3 separate regions of the Mus musculus genome follow, and regions 1 and 2 are each linked to region 3. Evidence: chromatin contacts called from public HiChIP or PLAC-seq data. All regions are on one chromosome and are shown on one strand. The core of a region is the stretch at or near the end of the contact, and the rest is flanking DNA. Distances in the headings are between cores, read along the strand shown. Region 1 holds the start of Fbxo25 (F-box protein 25). Region 2 has its middle 6.6 kb from the start of Tmem255b. Region 3 overlaps Arhgef10 (Rho guanine nucleotide exchange factor (GEF) 10).

Region 1 (3,796 bases), core at 125-2,624, 1.1 Mb before region 3:
GGAAGATTTCAATTCAGAGGACATACCTAGCCACACAACATATTTAACATACTTTAAAATAGCTTTTAAATTTCCTTTTGATCAGGCAAGGTGCATAAAGGACAATTACGGGAGTCAGTGCTTTCCTTCCACCAAATGGGATCCCAGGGTTAAACTCATGTTTCCAGGATTCCACAGGAGCACTGTCACCAGCTGAGACATCTCACTGGCTCTAAACTCGGTTTTAAGTAGACCTTGTTAAATACTTTCACCTGATCATAGGTTTTCTATGTTCTGAGGGTTTGTGGCAGGCTGGGTATAACCTATGCTGCGTGTATTAGGTGCACTTTGGACTTAGTGTTTTCACCTTGCATGGGTTTATCAGGACAAACCCCACTGGAAGCTGGACAGCTCTATCTTATTGTCTCTGTTCACTTATTATCTTGGCTTGGTAACAGCGACAAAAACTTCAAACAGTCTGAATTAAGGTTAGCCTTTGCTTGCAAACACACCTCTACAAGTTCAATAAACAAAAGCACAGAGCCACTGGGCATGGTTTAGAATCGAGAGCCACACGCCTAGATTAGGTGTGTGGACGGAATAATGCTGACTTCCACCCATAATTGGTCTAGTATTTTTAAAGTGTATAGCGCAAAACACTATTAGACTAAAAGCACGTCAGAAATTATTTACATAATACATTTCAAATATGAATACCTGCTATTTAAAAATGTAAAAGACTAACCTGAATATATATGTTTTTGCTCATTACACACTAGGCACTTTAAAATATTTTTGTTTACTCGGGTAAGAACCATTCCTAGTTCCGTTTTGTTATCAAGGCAGAAGAGCTCCACAACCTGCAGTGGTCCAGTTTCCCTCTCCTTTCTACAGACCCTATACTACCTATTTGGAAAACATTCCACCTGTTGACACTGCTTTCCCAGCTTTCTAGGAACTGAAAGCCATTCTAGGCTGCAGGTCAGCAAGACTGTCTTTGAGCCCCAGGGCTACGAGCAAGAAGACTCTGGCGTGTAGGAGATTGGGGCAGTCCGAACAGACCCTTGCATTCACAGATGCCTAGCTAGGCAGGCAGGTAAATGGGACAGTGAGGTGAGGGACCCGAGTGTAGACCAGCGGTGTCCTTGCTAGCCCCAGCCCGGCGCAAGGGAGGTCTGTAGGTCCGGAGAGGACGTCTGGAAACTGAGGCTAACCACACGGGTTCCGCCAGACAACTTGGGCAATGCCAACAAGGCGGGTCAAAAAAAAAAACCACCAGAACCGACCCTGGGGCGCCTAGGATGGGTGGGTGGGGCTTGTGCTCACTGAGCACGCGCGCCCCGAGGCCTCCGAGTTCGGGTAGCAACACGAATCACGTGGCTCCTCTCCGGCCAATCAGCGGGACGCCAAGGCGGGGCGTCCAGCGGTGGCCCTCGGCGGGAGGCGGACGGCTTCCGGCAATAATTGGACGCTGCGGCTCGGTGTGGTTGGTGGCTGTCTCGTCTGGAAGGGACCCGCAGGTGAGAAGGGCCTCAGGACGGGGAGGGGCAGTCGGGCAGGGCGTCCCTGGCTCGCCCTCCGATGTCCGCCGTGCTGCTCCGGGGGCCCCGAGCGGGCTGTGGGCTCGTCCAACCTCGGTAGATGCAGGCGTCCGCCCCCCACCGCCGCCGGCCTGTCCCCTGCGGGTCCGTGCGGCCTCCCGTGCACACCTGTGTGTGCACCATCCTTCAGGCCGGCGTGTGCGCTCGCCGCGAGGCACGCGAAATTTGCATCTTTGTCCTCACAGCTCCTTTCTGCCTCTGTTCCAGGGCAGTTCCATCTCCATCCCTGGGCCTATTCAAACTCCCCAGAACTCAGACGTCTGGAGAACTGTCCCTGTGAAGGCCCCCCACCCCCCACCCTTTTACCTGCAGCGCCAAGGCTTGATTTCCCACCATTATCAGAAAAGATCCCCCATTTCCTTCACATTCCGTTTTCCTTCGTTCCTGGGCATGTTGTCCTACTACGAAGCATCTGTGATGATCTCTCTAGATTCCTTGGAGTAAACCCCATTTCTGACATTCAGCCTAAATATACAGTGGTTTTGTTTGTTTGTTGTTGTTTGTTTTTTTATATGATCTTTCACAATCAAATTTACCCACCTATACAAACTCTTCACGTTTGATCCAAGTTGTTGGAATTTAATTTACTTGAAAATCTTGTAAGAAAGCTAGAGCAGCGGAAAAATCAAATGCTTACTAGGTTGAAGATGGGCTTCATTTTAAAAAGGGATTTGTTACTGTTAATTATGAGTGAGCCTGTGTGTGGGCACATGCACGAGTGCCTGGGGAGACCAGAGGCTTCCATCCTGATGGGCTGGAGTTATGGTGTCAGCTGCCTGACTTGGCTGCTGGGAACCAAGGGCGGGGTCTTCTGCAAGAGCAGTTACAGTGAGTGAGCTCTTAACCCGCTGACCCATCTCTCCAGCCCAGGCCATACATTCTTTCTTACTCTAGAACAATGGAGATTATCGTTCTCGAAATTTTAAATGAAAAAATAAGAGTGAAGCTTTTTTTCTCCAAAAGTGAACCTGCCTTGCTATTTTTGTTATAAACTGTTTTATTATAATGCCCCTGCTATACGCTCAAAGCGTTTGTTTTGAAGATGAAGGCCATTGATGTACAATCCGATTATTTTTTTATGTAATTTACAAATAGAGCAACACACATATAAAGCCAAAAAATAGAAGACAAAGAACAAAAACGCAAACCACTGAAACCTGTAATTTCCTGGAACCTGTTTTAATAGGCTGTTATGATTACTATAAATATAGTGCCTTAAGAGCATGGCTTGTGGAGTGAGAGTCCGTAATTTTGAATCCCGTCCTATGGGATTCTTTGCCTCTGTACTGTCATGGATAAATAGAGTGTTTTGTTATGATGCTGGTGGTTGAACAAACATAGCCCCTTGAATATGCTAAGCTCGAGCTGAGCCTTCAAATAGAGAATTATATTTGCAAAGTGTGGCAGTTTTCTACTTTACAGGTTAGTGTGAGGACTAAACTCAGTGCAATTCAGTGAATTATTCAGCGTTAATGCCTGGCCCATTCTGAGTTCTAGTGTTTGCTGTAACTGTTTTCATTAGGAGAACGTGTGTTTGTTGTTGTTGTTGTTGTTGAAGAAGGAGAAGGAGAAGAAGAAGAAGAAGAAGAAGAAGAAGAAGAAAGTATATTTTGCTTAGTTCAAGATCTTTAGTGTTCGTTTCTCCTAGGACATGGATTTGAAGAAATCATCCTGCTCATCTGAAGTGCCCCACATTCATGTCCCACCATGGGAAATAGAAACTCAGAAAAGACCTAAAGATCTTCGGCCCCAAGTGACTTTTGGCATTAGCTTGACATTCTTGTGCTTAAGTTTTAGTGTGTATACGGGCAGGAGAGATGACTCAGTGGTTAAGAAGCCTGCTGCTCTTGCAGAGGACTAGCTTAAGTTCCCAGCACCCACATGGTGGCTTCCCACGGGATAGAACTGCAGTTCCAGGAGGATAGGATGCCTTTGTCCGATCTACTGGGCACCCATGGATGTGGTACTACACTCACGCATACAAGCAAAGCACTCATACACATAAAATAAATATGTATATATTTTAAAAGGACGGATTGTATAAGCTGTGTCACAGCTGAGTAGACTCAGACATTACTCATACATATACATTTTCAGAAATGATTTCTGGATTTTACTTTATATGATGGTTAGACTTGGTTGCCAACTTGACACACCTGGGAATAGGGAACCTTAATTAACTCCGTGATGTTGGCCTCTGGCAGTGGCTCTCAGCC
Region 2 (4,325 bases), core at 743-3,242, 1.5 Mb before region 3:
CAGGGCCCAGGTCAGTGTGTGTGTGTGGATCCTTTTCTTCAGGAAAGGCCCTGCTGTGGAGAACAAAGGCAGGAGCCTCCCCGCAAGTGTGGCCATGGTCCAGAGCTGGAGACCTGCATGGTACCCTAACACAGCTCCACTCTTCACACCTGATCTTGTGATTCCCTGCTTCTTGTTCAGTTCTCCTGCCAGAAAAGCAGGCACTATGAAGCAGACTGCTCATGGAATCCAATTACTGTCTCCATTCATACACTTTACCTAGTACTGGGCACCAGCCTCCATGTAACCTTTCAAAACTAGTTGGCATGGGAGGCACTTCCTGAATGAGTTGCTTTGCTGGCCTCTGCTCCTCTATAATTGTAGCTAAGTTCTTCAAGGGCAGCTTTGTGTGACTTCTCTTTGCCACTCTCCTCCATTGAGAGCAGATGGAATGAGCAATTATTCTGTTGCGTGAATGAGTCAAGGTTGAATTGAAAATCAGTATTCAAGTGAGTACCTGCTCTCCTCAGAAGACGGTGTTAAGTTTTGAAATCAGACCTACCTGATTTATACAGTGTTTCTCCTCCTGACCAATCACTTGTCTTTGGAAATGTTTATTCAGTGCCTTGATTTTCTCATCTATGATCCCACGGCATTGATGAAATAGACAGTATGTGAAAAGTGTAGTCACAGTGCCAGGCACTGCGCTCAACCAGGGCGAGGCCTGTCTGTGTCTGACTCTTTGGTTCCTAGAGCACTCTGAAAGCATGGGTTGCCTTTAATGAAGGTTTTGGGATGGGGAGCCGCTAGGAACCTCGTTCCTGAGGTAACCCCGTGAGCCCATGGTCCCTGAAAGGAAGTCAATGCAGGAAACCTGGGGCTGTGGTAAATACTTTGCTCCAAACAGGAAGGAATCTGGGGCTGGCGAGGAAGTGTGTGCCTTTGTCATAACCACTTAGTTACTTTCCAAATGTCAAAGCAATTTGCAGGTCTCTCTGATTAACTTCAGGCCGGCAGAAGACAGATTTCTTCAGCCCTCACAATTGCTTGTTATGAAATCTAAATTAGATTACATTTTAAAAATACCCAGATTCCAGACTATTGCTCCCTATGGAGTTAAGCCTGCTGCAGCCAGGGCTGGGCTTTGGGCATCATGATGGCACGAGGGAGGTGGAGGAGGCCATCTCGGGCAGCATGTAATGTACTTCTGTACAGTAAACTTTTTCATGTGGTAGAGGGACACGTTCTAAAATAACAAATGGTGTGATAAACACATAAAACCAGCACAGCCATTTACCAGCAAGTCTTGTGCACTGTACACCATGCCCAACACTAAAAGCCTATCCCCCTCCTACTGGAATTTTCCTGAGGACACCCTTCCAGATGTACCCATAAATAAGTCCTTGGAGCTATGGTGGTACCTGTCACTGCAGTCAAGCTGACATCTGTAACAACAGTCACCAGCAGCCTCAATATTATGAAAAGGGTGCTTAAAAATCTCCCTTCGTTTTCTAGCTACACAGTTGTGTGAGGTTAGATTATGTCTACACACTCTAACCAACCAAGTCCACCACTCAGAAGAAGGAAGAGCCCGCTCCTACGTAATGGGAGCCATTCCTGGAAGCTCTGCGTTGAACATCCTGACCTTGCTGAGCGCCTAACTGTCCCCCGAGTGGGTGGGAGCACACATCGCTGCAGTGACACAGCCCAATGTGAGGCAGTAACTGCACCTGTGAACTTCAACTCATGGAGCTGAACGGAAGAAACCACAGCAAAGAAACACATTGCAATCAGTTCTAAAATGCTGTGCTGTGCTAAGTACCAGCAGTTATCAGTGGCACGGAGTCAGCTGTGAAAGGAGCTTCAAAAGACACAGGAGGAAACCTGGAAGTGACGGTAAAAGGTCCTGACAGAGAATAAAAAATTATTTAAGCCCCCAGACCTGTGTCCAAAATAGCCCCATTGTTCCAGAATGGCGGTTTTTGCCAGGTGTTTGCGGGTTTTGCCTTTATAGCCCAATGCTGGGTGTTTGTGGTTTGTGTGTCTATATAAACCCCTTGAGCTTGTTGTCGACTCCTCTACCCCTGTGTGGAATACGAGTCGTCCCCAGTGCACTGCTCTTGTTTGTCTGTGTCTCGTCCTTTGTTTTCCCGACCCCTTGAGCTCGTGGTTGACTCCTCTACCCCTGCGTGGGATACAAGTCGTCCCCAGTGCACTGGTCTTTCCTGAATAAACCTCTGGCAGTTTGCATTAAGACCGTTTCTTGTGAGTGATTTGAGGTGTCGCCTCTCCTGAGTCAGAACGTGGGGGAGTCCTCACGCTGTGGGTCTTTCAGTGGTATTACTGGAGTTTTTAGGGTGCAAACCTGGGCTCTGGCAGTCCTAACAACCTTGGTTTGGCTTCTGTCGCTAGTACAGCAATTAAAGAAACATATGTGAAAAACAGAAAAAGGTTTATTCAATGGGGCCACAGCAAGAGGAGCAAACAAGTATATCCAGCGACCTCAAGTCTGTCTGCAGGGCGGCTGTGAGGTTTAGGGTTATCAAGAGAGCACGAGTCAGTTAAGTAGCCCTGGTCTAGGCGGTTCTACTCACAGTTGACGGATCAGTGTCTCAGCTCTGGTCTCTCCTGAGAGATGGTCTCTTAAGTTGACAGAACTGCATGAAGTCTCTTTCTGGGAGAAAGTTCCCTCTCTGGCTGGCATCAGGGTCCCAGCCTTTCCCTTCCCTCCACACCAGAGTCTCAGGGAAATTTTAACTCCTCAGGGTCCATTCATTTAATACTCATGAGAATTTGTTTTTTAAAAATATCCTCTCGTCTACCAACATAGCTACAAAGGATGTGCGTCAGAACACGGCTAAAGAACAGAGGAGTGTGAGGAGATCCTGAGTGCTTGTGAGAAAGCGCCAAGAAAACAAGGCAGGAATCTTGGGACCTCTTGTTTCTTCGGAGCACAGGAACATTATTAAGAGTGTGTTTTGGTGCCCCTCTCAGGGACAGGAGTGCCTTTACTTCAGCTGTTGTTATTCATGTGGCTCTATGGCAAAACATGGTTTTGCCATGTGCAGCTTACTCTTGTGATTGGACACTTTACTCAGGTGACTCTACTTAACCCTCAGAGTATAAGTTGTCTGATGCTTGGAATAAAGTCGTCTAGTGCACGAGACTTTAACTCCGCCTTATTTTTAGGCCCCGCTCTCCCAGGTTCACACCGCCAACTAGAGTGGTAAGCAGATGTGTTCCCCATCATTACTGTGCTGCTGACTTTGTGGGTGTTCATGTCTTTGACATGGGGCTGAGAATATGGCTCAGCAGGTGAACTGCGTTCAAAGTCCTGGATGGTAGAAAGAGAGGATCAAGCCCCACAAACCACCCTATGACCACCATGCTTGTGACATGGCACATAGAAGAGCGTGCATGCACAACTACATGTATATATGCACGCATATACAAATAAACCACAACTACACACACATACACATATACACACACATATATACACACACACACATATATATATATATATGCATGCATTCACAAATAAATCACAACTGCATGTATATATGCATGCATATATACATAAATATGTATATTTAAATATCTATTAATTCTCCACTCCAAAAAGTACAGTTTGGTGTATTCCAATCAGCTTTTGCCAAAGGCAGCTTCTAGGAGTGCTCACACACACATACACACCTCACTGCAGTCTGCAAGGACTCCTAAGACATAATAAGAAAGTCAGCCTCTGACCTGCACCAGTCATCCCCAAACTCAGTTATACCGAGCTGTGTAGTAAACACGACCCTTTAGAAGCAGGACAGCCAGATTGCGGCCAATTTTGTAAAATACCTGGCATCTCTCCCACTTCCTGGAGTTTGGGCCAAGGCAACCAGGCATCTGGTGCCCACAGACCCCCTGGGAAAGCTCCTGTTAGCTCCAGCTCCAGGCCCCTGTGGAGCCTGCCTGGTTCCTGCAGCTGCGTGTAGCACCTGCCCGTTCCCTGTCCTCTGTTCTTGGCTGATCTGGAAACATACCCAGCGTCTCTTTAGAGGCCATCTGCCTCCACATCTGCATCCCTACCAGTGTCTGGGCTCCTTCAGAGCCAAGCTGGACCATCTCTCTGCTTGCAGTGAGCAACTCAGAGCCAGGTCTGAACCCTCAGCGCTCAGAACAAAGGTACCCACCTTGCTTGTCTGCTGCTGCCGCCTCTACTTCCCCCCACAGATAGTGCTCTCCCCTTTTCTGGTTGGCTTAGATACCATGGGGCCTTGGAGAGTTAGCAAGGTTGTGGCAAAGTCCCTGGGTGCCCATGGGTAGCAGATGAAGGAAGGCTGGGATACTGGGGT
Region 3 (4,319 bases), core at 577-3,076:
CCTGCAGACCACACTTTGCAGGCCGATGCTGATCTCCTGTCTTTAAGGAAGCTCAGAGATTACCTCAGGGAATGGCAGCTTCTGACAGCAGCTTTTCACACTCTTCAGCAGCGAGGCAGTTGTTCCGCCTTCTAGAAGTTTGCTCTGCTTCTCACTGTGGGTGCGCCCATGCCTTGGCATGACGCGTATCATTGTCCTGCTGCTGATATTGGTGGAGTGCCATGCCCTTTGAGGTGGTGACTTGGTGGGCATGTGACTTCATCTGTTAATGTCTCCCTTGATTAGCCTTTCCTCATCCCCCCGCTTTACAGCATGCCTTACAGATGGGATCCGCAGGACGAATTAAGGGCCCTGCCATCCCCAGGGGGCATTTCAGTTTAATGATGTGGTATTGTTGTTCATGTTTATTTATTATGAGCCTGTGATGAACCAAGTGCTGGGTCCTGCGAGCTGCCAGTGAATGTGGCACAGGCCAGGCTATCCTGAAGAAATTTAGGAGCAGACCTTCTGATGCACAGACAGTGTGCACTGTGTAGCACATCCCATAATGGAGATAAAGGGGAGACTGTGTTCTCAGAAACAGTGTCTTTTAAGAACTGTCTTCCGGAAGGACAGAGGGTTCTGCAGATTGAGGTGGGCACCCTGACTCACCCTTGCATGTGTGCCCTTGGCTGGTGACCCATTTGCAGCTGTACTGGCCTGGGTACTCCTGAAGGAGCCATGGTTGCGGGGTGACTGCAGAAGTCCAGCCAGCCAGCCCTGGGGTCCATGGGAGACTAGCCCTGGGTTGCCCCTTCTGTCTTAGGAACACGGAACTGGAGAAGGCCCCTGCTATCTCTTGTTGCTTGAGATGCAGTGAGTCCCGCATCTGAGAGGCATACACAGCAGGGATGACTAAATCCTTTTTTTTTTTTTTTTTTTGGGTTTTCGAGACAGGGTTTCTCTGTGTAGCCCTGGCTGTCCTGGAACTCACTTTGTAGACTAGGCTGGCCTGGAACTCAGAAATCCACCTGCCTCTGCCTCCCGAGTGCTGGGATTAAAGGCGTGCGCCACCACGCCCGGCCTGGGCTGTGTGAGTGGCATGACTCCCAGGCTGTCCGTACTCCCTTGCTGAGGTTTAATGGAATGCCAGCTATATCTGAAGTGTCAAAGGTGGTGCTTCGATGTTGTCCACGTGTAAAGCAAAGTGCACAGAGCAGCCAAGTTGGTTAGGCAGCCATTATCACAGACAGGAAAATTTTACTCTTCTACGTCTTGAGGGTTAGGCATTTAGGACATGTTGCTGGGTCAGGTGGCTCAGCAGGTACTGATCACCAAGCCTGACTGGCCTGCGCTTGCTCTCTGCTGCTCACATGGTGGAAGAGAGAATCCATCCCTTCAAGTTGTCTTGTGTGCATGCCGACCTCAGTAATGGGCATCTTTCTGCACTTGAGAGGTTTGCTACTGCTGCTGCAGACTCTGTCTAACAGTAGATACTGGGAAGGGGCTGGACTGGGTGTGTCTAGATCCACCTCACAGCAGGGGCAGCCTGTCTTTAGGATCCAATGAGCCGCCCTCCAGTCAGTCACACCAGCAGCAGGCTGAACTGGTAATCAGAGGTCCCCGAGTCTCCCCTGTGCTTCCTTTAGAGTTTTGGCCTCTGTGTGTTCTTTCCCCTTCCCTGGGTGGGGCCTGTTATCTCAGGATGTTTCGAGAAGCTGGGTAGAAGTTCTTGTTCCCATTGAAATCGTACGACTTTTGTGTTGTTTTGAACGACTGTAACATTCAGCTCTGGAAGCTTGGTCTGCTGTTTTGTGTTGGAGGCAGAACGTGGGTGTCACTGCCTAGCAACCAGTGCTGAGGAAGGGTGAGGCTGTGCCAGCAGAAGCAGCAAGGAGCTGCCCCGACACAGCTCCAAGCACCCAGAAAGCAGGCTTCAGATGGAGGCAGGGCATGAACGTTAGTCGTTAGTCGTATTGGGTTTCCACGATGGACTTTGCCTACAGAGAGGGGCCTGGGAACCAGTGGCCTGGGCTCCTGTGGGGACCCATGGGTTGGGTTAAGCATTCGGATCTCCTGAAATGACTTTGGAAAGTGTGTACTTTCCTGAGGGCAGTTTAAAGTGTTTTACTGACTTTTCAGGCTGTAGCTCATGGTTGGGAAGAGAAAGATGGTGAGCCATCTGTTGGGTAAGCTGCCCCTGTGCACGCTGGTCACAGACCCAAGAGGTGGGTCCTCATTTTCTGTGTCAGATGGTTATCTGTATTGGCTTACCTAGCACATGGTCCATAGGTGGCCTGGGGACTCAGGTGATGTAGGATCCCACTTGTCTTTCTGGTGGTCCCCATCAAAATAAGAACACACCCCCTGGTGTTACATCTGCATTCTTGCTGTATTTAACATACCCATGTCAGATGATATGATAATTTGACATCTGAACCCAAAACACAATGATTGAACAAGATCCCTAGTGTTTCTGTCTCCTAGAAAATTGTTTTTCAACTTGCGATTAACACGTGATAATTAGAAATGTTTGTGGGGCACAGAGTGACATTTCGGTCCTGACAGAACACATCCTGACTGATCTGAGTACTTAATGCCACCACCTCCTTGCCATTCCTCTGCATCTGGAGCTTCGTGTCACCTCTCTTCCAGCTATCCACTGGTTGCTGTAAACTGTAGTCAGTTACACTGCCTAGCGCTTTGTCTGCACCTATCTGGAGCCCCCTCTTCAGTCTCCTCTCCTCTCCCCACTCCCAGCTGCTGGAGTAACTATTCCACATACGGACCCTCGTCTTGCCTTTCTCACATGGTGTTTATCTTCCTGGGTCTGACTTATTTCATTTAGCACAGTGTACTCCGGTGCCATCCAGTTTGCCACAGATGGCAGGACTCAATGCTCTGTTACTGGGTGTAATTTTCCATTGTGTGTACCACATTCTCATTGTCAGCTCTGTCTGCTGATGGACACTGCAGTTGATTCTGTGTCAGGCGCTTGTGACAAGGGCTGGAATCAGCACAGGTGTGCCTGACACCCCCACATCCCCCCATTTATTCCCTGAGATACAGGCTTGGGTCGGATAGCCGGAGCATGTGGAGTGTTTGTTCAGGGTTTTCTGCAAAGCCTCCCTACTGTTCTCTGAGGGTGGCTCTAAGATCCCCATGAGCACCAAGTGATAATTCCCCTTTCTCTGAGTTCTTGCCTGTATTTGCTATTTTGTTTTTGATGATAGCCATTCTCACTGGTATGAGGTGAGGTTTGATGTGGCTTTTCCACAGTGCACATGGACTTATTGGGCATTTGTGTGTCTTACTCTTAGACATGTCTGTTCAGATTATTCGCCTGTTTTTAGTCGGGTTTCAATAGAGATGGCAGATGCTGGCCCTTTGTCACATGTTAACTCGCAGGTCAGGCATTCTTACGACTTCCAAGGCTCATCAGCCAATTGCTCCTTTTGCTGTGTAGAAACGGCTCAGTTTGATACAATGCCATTCTCCGGACCTTGATTTGTTGCCTCACCCCACACAGAAGCCAGATGGGAACCCTGGATTTTGCTCTCAGCAAGCAGCCAGGTATCAGACGCTTTAACCCAGGGAAGGGGACCTTTGAGGAGGCGAGGACAGGGACACAGCCTGGAGCTGGTTGCTCTATCAGAGGACAGCAATTCCTCCCAGTTCCTGATGGCTCTTGGGAGATGGAGAAACTCAGAGGGAGTGCTGTGAAGAAATGTTTGCCCTGAGATAAGCTTGGTGGCTGCTGCAGGAGGCAGCACCTGGGAGCCTGTTCCTACTGGCACTGACTGTTTTCCTCCACGCCAGCTCCTGCATTCCCAGATTTACAACCCACCCCTGGTAGAAGAGCTTCAGCCTGGGTATGGGAAACTCTCTGCCCCTGACACCCCTCAGCCAGCGTCTGGGACAGTCAGTGGTTCAGTTTCCAGACTTGGCGAGGGTCACGTCGGCATCTCCCACACTCCCTGAGGTATTGTAGATGTCCTGGCTGTTGACATAGCCACACAGCCCCTTCCTTGTTTGTCACATTAGATTCCATTCAACTTACTCCCTGCATTTCCTGACTAGTTCTATGGATTTCCATAGAAACGGAGGGGGCGGGGGGGGGGGGGGGCGGGGCAGTGCAGTGAAGGAGGCCGTGTCCGTGAGAAAGCCCAGGAATGACATGGAGCAATTGTGTGCCAGTCACTGGCAATAGAGAGTCGGCCCACAAATCTAAAATTCTTGGAATCTGTCACCGGGTAGCTGGAAACCAGCTCTAACAAAATTTCTGACTATGGATTTTGACCTGATAAAGTTTAGACTGGAAAGCAAGAACAGTTTTCTGC

Evidence for each region. HiChIP or PLAC-seq counts read pairs in DNA pulled down with a chosen protein or histone mark.
Region 1: an H3K27ac HiChIP or PLAC-seq map of thymic regulatory T cells shows a contact between it and region 3, with 7 times the contacts expected there. The contact joins the promoter of Fbxo25 here to the enhancer-like site in region 3. A contact is called at or near these places in 5 of 39 promoter capture datasets (embryonic stem cells, hippocampal neurons, second pharyngeal arch cranial neural crest and 1 more), 4 of 115 datasets of contacts at active chromatin or transcription factors (forebrain, large pre-B cells, pancreatic cancer cells and 1 more) and 1 of 9 other capture datasets (embryonic stem cells).
Region 2: a contact with region 3 is called in an H3K27ac HiChIP or PLAC-seq map of regulatory T cell precursor, with 10 times the contacts expected there. The contact joins two enhancer-like sites. A contact is called at or near these places in 2 of 39 promoter capture datasets (3T3-L1-derived adipocytes and stem cell-derived epiblast-like cells) and 2 of 115 datasets of contacts at active chromatin or transcription factors (pancreatic cancer cells and regulatory T cell precursor).

The regions. Positions count from the first base shown.
Region 1 is chr8:13,906,365-13,910,160 of GRCm38.p6, forward strand. It overlaps Fbxo25 (F-box protein 25), which reads left to right and starts at 1,375. Exons shown (of 10, transcript NM_025785.3): 1 at 1,375-1,499.
Region 2 is chr8:13,426,664-13,430,988 of GRCm38.p6, forward strand. No RefSeq gene overlaps it. Among named protein-coding and RNA genes, the nearest start is that of Tmem255b, 6.6 kb to the right of the region's middle. Within about 2 kb of position 1,993, at least 28 of the 459 cell types and tissues checked have an H3K27ac peak or open chromatin away from gene starts, as enhancers often do. A contact at or near this core is called in regulatory T cell precursor, where this site is marked.
Region 3 is chr8:14,966,370-14,970,688 of GRCm38.p6, forward strand. The region is part of intron 18 of Arhgef10 (Rho guanine nucleotide exchange factor (GEF) 10); the gene reads left to right. Among named protein-coding and RNA genes, the nearest start is that of Gm16350, 7.3 kb to the left of the region's middle. Within about 2 kb of position 1,827, at least 73 of the 459 cell types and tissues checked have an H3K27ac peak or open chromatin away from gene starts, as enhancers often do. A contact at or near this core is called in forebrain, hippocampal neurons, pancreatic cancer cells and 2 more, where this site is marked.